Regions from separate parts of the Danio rerio genome. Here region 1 is linked to region 2. A link is a contact called in public Micro-C data. All regions are on one chromosome and are shown on one strand. The core of a region is the stretch at or near the end of the contact, and the rest is flanking DNA. Distances in the headings are between cores, read along the strand shown.

What was found. A called contact is a pair of places that touch in the nucleus more often than the background predicts.
Region 1: a Micro-C map of caudal fin shows a contact between it and region 2, with 4 times the contacts expected there. The contact joins the promoter of alcama here to the enhancer-like site in region 2. A contact is called at or near these places in 2 of 18 Hi-C or Micro-C datasets (caudal fin and an unstated tissue) and 1 of 4 datasets of contacts at active chromatin or transcription factors (embryo).

The regions. Positions count from the first base shown.
Region 1 is chr10:33,757,494-33,761,105 of GRCz12tu, reverse strand. It overlaps alcama (activated leukocyte cell adhesion molecule a), which reads left to right and starts at 1,981. Exons shown (of 16, transcript NM_131000.1): 1 at 1,981-2,197. The coding sequence starts at 2,140. The region is part of intron 4 of LOC141376396 (a long non-coding RNA gene); the gene reads right to left.
Region 2 is chr10:33,721,739-33,725,479 of GRCz12tu, reverse strand. The region is part of intron 1 of alcama (activated leukocyte cell adhesion molecule a); the gene reads left to right. All of the region lies in intron 4 of LOC141376396 (a long non-coding RNA gene), which reads right to left. Among named protein-coding and RNA genes, the nearest start is that of alcama, 36 kb to the left of the region's middle. Within about 2 kb of position 1,644, at least 3 of the 62 cell types and tissues checked have an H3K27ac peak or open chromatin away from gene starts, as enhancers often do. A contact at or near this core is called in caudal fin, where this site is marked.

The sequences.
Region 1 (3,612 bases), core at 732-3,231, 35 kb before region 2:
TGAAACTGCTGCCTCAAATACAAAAGACAAAGGATGAATATTACACTGCTAATTGTAATAGAAACCACTATGTCTCCTTTTAAAAGAACTCATGATTGTGAACCAGAAAAAACAGCCCTCCCATATTCACTTTCAGTAACTGTAATGCAAACATTAACCACAACCACCACATAACAGTACTGTATGTGCGTTTGTTTTCTTCTCGGTTGATACAGATGAGATGAAATGTAAATGTGCTGCTTGTGGACTGGTCTTATTGTAAAATTTCCTAAAATTAAGTAAAAGGTGTTATACATTGCAGTCAACAATTCATATATAGCTTGGTATTAGGGTGATTCATCGCTGCATTTCATTCATTTTCAAATTCAGTGTGACTCAGTTGGTGTCAGTTTCTTCCTCAGAGCCTGTCTGCCTAATGACAAAGTGGGAAACAAAATGGGGTGACACTGCTGAACACAGATTTTTATTAGCTGTGAGGTGTTCTGTGTAATTATATGCATTTATAAAACAATAGAGCTCACCAGTTTCATGAAACAGCTTACTTGTGGAGTAGATCTAATCCACACTAATAAACTGGGCTGTGTGACTCATATTCAATTGTTTTTTATGTGTATTGTAAAAATCATTTAAATCAAATCCTAGATGAGCCTAGATGACAATTGGTCATTTAAATAAGTTGGTTTATATAAACTGAAGTAATTCAAAGGCCATCTGAATGAATGAATGAATGAATGAATGAATGAATGAATGAATGAATGAATGAATGAATGAATGAATGAATGGATGAATGAATGAATGAATGAATGAATGTACAAGGGTCCTAAAATGTTAAAAGCGTTGGGTTAGTTATAGTTATACTTATAGACCTACATATTAAAACTAGGTAAACCTTTTTACTAAATTAATATAAACAAGTCTAAAACATTATTTGAATATATATTTTTATTATTTTGTATTAAAACATTTATTTATTCTGATATGAAATTATGTATTGCTTGTGTTAATACTGTTAAATATTTTGTGTTAAAGTGTATGGATGTTGTCCAGTGATAGGTTGCAGCTGGAAGGGCATTCGCTCCGTAAAACATATGCTGGATAAGTTGGCAGTTCATTCCACTGTGGTGAACCCAGATTAATAAAGGGACTAAGCCGAAAAGAAAATGAATAAGTGAATGAATGAATGAAATAATTAATTAGTTAATTCATTTTGTGTTATACAATATTTTACAGGCGGAGCGCAGTGGGTAGCGATGTTACCTCACAGCAAGGTCACTGGTTCGAGCCTCGGCTGGGCCAGTTGGCATTTCTGTGTGGAGTTTGCATGTTCTCCCCGTGTTTGCGTGGGTTTTCTCCGGGTGCTCCGGTTTCCCCTACAGTCCAAAGGCATGCTAAAAAGCTAAATTGTCTGTTGTGTATATGTGTGAATGAGACTGTATGGGTGTTTCCCAGTGTTGGGTTGCAGCTGGAAGGGCATCCGCTGCATAAAACATATGCTGTATAAGTTGGTGGTTCATTCCGCTGTAGCAAACTCCAAATTAATATAGGGACTTAGCTGAAAAAAAAATGTATGAATATTATTTTGCAATAATAATTATTATTTTAATCTAATTATTGATTTATTTATTTCAGTGGTATGAGTTTACTTATAAATTTAATTAAATGTTTGATTAGCCCATTTCAACTTTATTTAAGATTTTAATCTCAAAATTAACTCAATGGCACCCTGCAGAAACATATTTAGGATTCTTTGGTTAGAATATATACAGCCAGAAGTGTTAAAAAACAACAACGAACTTACGCCTATGTGCTCGCAAGATGTAGCCTACTTGTACTTTGCAGCGTTGATGAAACATCAGCATATGTCAAATGTTACCGGAGCGACGGCGCTTCACCCGAAGAGGGCGTGTCGGTGGAGGCGTTGCGGGGCGGGGCTTAGAGCCCAACTCTGCTGCCTGATTTCACACTCTCGCCACTGGCTGCCCGTCTAAGCTCCAGACTCCACCTGCGCTCTGTAGAGCAACCCGTCTGATCTTTCAGCGCACTCAACTCTCAATACTATCTAACAACTTCAGACCTACATCTCTCTCTATTGAGACTGTCGCCGGACTGTATAAAGGAGAACCGGGGTTTTCTTTAAGGATGCATTCGGTTATCTGCCTTTTCGGTGCCTTCATAGCTGCCGCTGTGTTTGCTCCAGGTATGTAAATTAATTTATTAGGAAAATATTAATCTCACTCATTCATTCTTCCATGTTGTACTGCTTGCAAAAAGTATGTTAAAGAGGATCGTTCCTGTAGTGACCATTCGACTTAAAAACTTCCTTATATAGCATCAACAAGTGTTTTAATAGCCTTTGATGCGATTCGTTGGCAATCATTTGCCAGGTCATGTGTTGCACTTTTCATTTCTCCCACGTTAAGAACAAGAGGTCAACTCTCCACCTGAAGAAGATTAAGCCATCTGTGCCCGCCTAGAACACTCTCATTCATTTATTTTCTATGACCAGCAGCAGGAGACTGTGATAGATGTTTCAAACTTAAAAGGATTCTCTGTACAAGCATTTCAACTTTTAGTTTGAGATGACACGCGACGTACTGTTAATACTACGTATTTATGTTTCGGTTCAGCTACGATATCACTCGCAGAAACATAGGATATATGGCAGTGACATCACACCTGCGCGTTTCTGAATCCCCATCTCTATTGTACCTAGACGAGTAGGCTAAGACACAAATAGAAACTAAACGCGGACCATGAAGGGACAAATTAGCCAATAATTCCAGCACGTCCTGTTTGTTTTAGTCACTCTAATGTTGTTAGTGCTGTTGTTTCGTGATACATACACTTATATATTAATGGGTAATTCTATTGAAACACAATGAATTAATTGTGCCCTAAGAAAAAATGAGCTGCATATTCACAAACCTATGTGCATTACTTTACGCCAACTAAATCCATACTGCATGAATTTGCACGAACAAAACGAATGTAACCGGTCCCCCGATCACGGACTCCGTGAAAACTGGATCGTTTGCAGTACTAAACACTCAGTGTGTTTTTGTGATATGGATCATGGATTCACAGATAAGATCCAAATCAACTAACGCGACTGCAATTAAGTTTTCCTTTTTGCATTTCAGACTACTAAATGTATTTTACTGTGGGGTCGCTGCAGTACCCATTCATTCTAAATCCATGCTATGATACAATATTTGTATTTCTACTTGTTTTATCCATAAGCCACTGCTTTATTTTTGGATTGCACAGCCTACTCTCATTATTTAAAGTTATTTGCTAATTAAAGTCAAGGGTTTTGAGGTGCGCGCGAACATCGCTGCCCAGCGTGAATCTTTGAGCGCGTCTGTGCGCTATGTGTGTGCGCGCGTGCTTGTGTGTTTGTGTGTGTGGTAGAGAGAAAGAGAGAGAGAGCGAGAACGAGCGTGTGCTTGCTCACGAGAGGCTGCGGAGGTGGAGTGTTGTTTGTAACAAATTCAGTCATTTGACTGGTGTATGGTTTTATCAGTGTCACATGTTAGTTTGCTCATCAAAATTCATTGGAGATTGCTGTCTTTATTCGTCTTCATTGAGATGCTACGAAGCTATGATAAGGCG
Region 2 (3,741 bases), core at 395-2,894:
TTTTGTGCAAACTAATGAGACACTGAATTAATTAACATCTGTGTTCAAATTAAAATCATAAAATAAATTGACACATTTAATACGTCAAAAATGATGCTTATAACGTCACCAAACTTTTATTATTCAAATTAATGCTGTCCTTTTGAAATTTCTAAAATAACAATTAGGGTTGTTACGATCGATTGGCTGAAGATTAGTATTGGCCAATAATCACATGTAATGACTCAATCGGTACTTGCCAATCTGGCTGAGCTCATGAACCGATCGCAGGTGTTTGTTTATGAGTTTACAAGCAGAGGAACATGCACGTGTGCTCCTGTTTATTATACATAGCCTGCAGCAGTCACAACATATGAGGAGGTAAATAATGTGTGGAGGTTTGAGCAATCACTGCCCTCATCTCACAGCAGCTAAAATATATACAGATGTAGTGCGACCTGTTTATGCAGTCTATCGCCCCTATCTAGTGTCTCATCCAACCTTATGACCTCTCCCGGAAGCTCCACAAGCCTTCCACATGTTAATATAGGCTCTGTGATCCCACAAAATTAGTAAAATACCTGGAAATCAAGGCAATTAGATTGAATGAGCAAGAAAACAGATCGCAAGAGATACAGTGATGTTCTAAGCATTACATTTGTTAGATTAAATGAATAGAGCAGTAAAGATATTGCGAGTGTTAATCTCTCCCTCTCTCTCATTGAGGGATCTGCTGTCAATAGTTGGAGACTAGCAAAATATTTGAATGGTCTTTCATGTATTTAGGCCTTTCTAACAGCTGAAAGTTCTGTGTTTTTGACAATATTGCAAGTTCACTAAAAGCTGGGTGGAATTATTAGATGAATAAAACTTTTTAATATTTTTTTAACATGAATATTTAATAATATAACTACTTTTAATACACTTATTACAATAAACAGTAGCTTTTAGGTCTAGTTCCTTTTAGTAAAGAAGTATTAGATTTATAGGTGTGCATTTCAACTTCTTATGCATCAAATATGTGCTCCAAACTTTGTTTTGATTGAGACATTGAATTCTTCCTTCATTTGCAATGTTTTCAAGTTACAATTTTTCTTACCAATTTTTATATCTGTGTTATATTATTTTCTGTGGCGGTTCATTATGCTGTGGCAAACCCCTGATGAATAAAGGACTAAGCTGAACTAAAATAAATGAATGACTTGTTTTCTGTAAAGCTGCTTATGGCCATGTTCACACCTAAATGTGGCAAGGCAAGATCCTCTCTTTACCATTTCATATTGTTTGAAAAATGTCCTTGCATTATACAGCTTGAAGCATTAGAATCGGTAATCTGTATTGGCCGATCACCATGGCAAGGAATCGGTACTTGGTATCTGCTGCAAAAATCCTGATCAGAGCATCCCTAATAACAATCCCTATTGGCCTATTCTTGATATGTAAATGAAAGTGTGTATTTCACATCCCAATTTGTTTTAAAGCAAGAGTTGTGGTTAACCTGTAATAATAATAGAACAATATAATATCATAAATTGTAGAACAACAAGAAGTCCCTTTTGAGTGGGTAACATGTGAGCAGATCTACAGGCAGCATTTCTAGTATGCAGCACATTCAGATGCCACGTTTATCTCTGCGTATGACTCAACCTGCCCGCCTGAGTTTGTCTTTTCGCTTCCTCGATCTCTCTCTGCAAGTCAACACACACACGCTCACAGCCAGACGTGATGAGATCACCAAATACTTCACATTAATAGTAATAAATGCAGCTCCGTGTGCCAGCACTACCAGCCATCCGTGAGTGTAGGGAAGCTTTAATACAAGCCACTAGTCCAACTCCCTGGGTAAACTCAAAGATCAATGGCTTCCTCTGTCACATCTTCACACACTGGCTGGGATTACTGCAGAATCAGGGCTTTTAGTCAGGATTAGGGCTGTGTTGAGAGTGAACAACACAAAAGGAGGTCTGATAGCAAAAGACCGTGCGCTAAATCGGCACAGCAGATCCTGGAGCCAGCAAAGCTCACAGCAGACTTACTCTAGAGGGGGTCATCCTCATTAACTCTGCCTGTTACCACGCTAAAGCAAGAAAGAAGATGGCCACAGGCTTCAATTAACTCGGTATTACTGTATTGAACCCTTTTTTTTCAACACTTGCATCTGTAATGGGATTGGTGCTTATTAGGAAGCCGAAGTCTGAGTTCAACTTTTAGAAAGTTGGATTTGGCAATGCGTTTCAGGCATCTTTGTGGCAGTAGTGCTATAGTTTATAATTAATGTTGTGAAGTGTGTAACGGAGGAGAAGGCAGCCAGGTAAGGCTCTGGTGGAAACCCAAGACCATCTGCTGTCATTTCTTCAGTGTTGTGTCTAATTGCCCCCAGGCCTCTAAGAGACCCTTTCCCCCTACCAAATGAGATTAGGAAAAACATTGTGGCATTTGCATGTCTTTAGCGTCATGGGTGGATTTGGAGTTGAAGCTGGCAGGTGGCTTGAAGTTGCACATTCATCGTAACTTTTATATGAGTGTTGTTTAGAGCCTCAGGAAAGTTTTATCGCCACCCCACAGGGTTTCCGTCAACAGGGATTTTGACTGCAGCTCCCATGTGTTCCCCAAAAATGAATTTCATTTACTCAGCCTCGTGTCATTTACTTTCTGCTCTTTAAAGTGCTGGCTTGCTAAATTAATACAATATAATTTGAATTCAACATCATCAGAATAGTAACTTAAAATTCACTTTAGGCTTAGAATAAGGAGATAATGTGCCAGCACGGTGGCTTAGTGGTTAGCACTGTGACCTCACAGCAAGAAGGTTGCTGGCATGGAGTTTGTATGTTCTCCCGTGTTCATGTGAGTTTCCTCTGGGTGCTCTGGTTTCCCCCACAGTCCAAAGACATGAGCTAAAGGTGAATTGGATTAATTAAATTAGCCGTGGTGTATGAGTGTGTGCGTGAATGTGAGAGTGTATGGGTGTTTCCTAGGGGTGTTTTGAATCATGGTTGATCAGTGATTCATACGGATCACAACCCATGTTTCGATACAAACATAGCGATTAATTCATTTTTTTTCTGGTAGATTAATCTTAGATTTGTAATGAAAGATCACCTCTCACGTCATTCACATCACATGTATGAAAGTGTTTAGTTTTTCCTGTAAAATATAATGATGACGGAAGAAGTTGTGGTAGGTTATTTGGGATGTGGTGGGTTTCTAAGGTTATTAACGGTGTTTTATGTTACTATTTGTTTAGCCTGCATCAATGCATTCAGTGTAAGCTGCACAATGGATCATTAAAATATTGGGATCTCAACAACCACGCAACATAAATGATAAATGATGGATGTTAGTTAATTCTTCGAATCGCTGCATTCAAATCTAAAAACACAAAAATCAAGAAAGAGATTGAGCCTTAAGTCTTTTAGTTATGAAGTAACAAACAGTCAAATAACACAGAAGTACTGTGATCATTTATAGTTTAGAAGTAACCACAAATTTTTATGGTAAAGATTAAGATCACTGTCATATGCATTTAACGACACTCAAAAATTAAAGTAGTAGGCAGCAATTACATTATTTAACCAGCCATCAAATATTTGCCACTGAATAATTCTTCAAAAATGACACATCTAGCAATGAAACATGAAGTTTTATGCGTGAAAACAGCAACAGTAGTAGTAACTGAATTTTTCACAGTACTGACTATTTTACTATTTATTTTCATTCAGCTTTTTTTGTTAGTATTATTAAGAAGGGATAGAATAAATA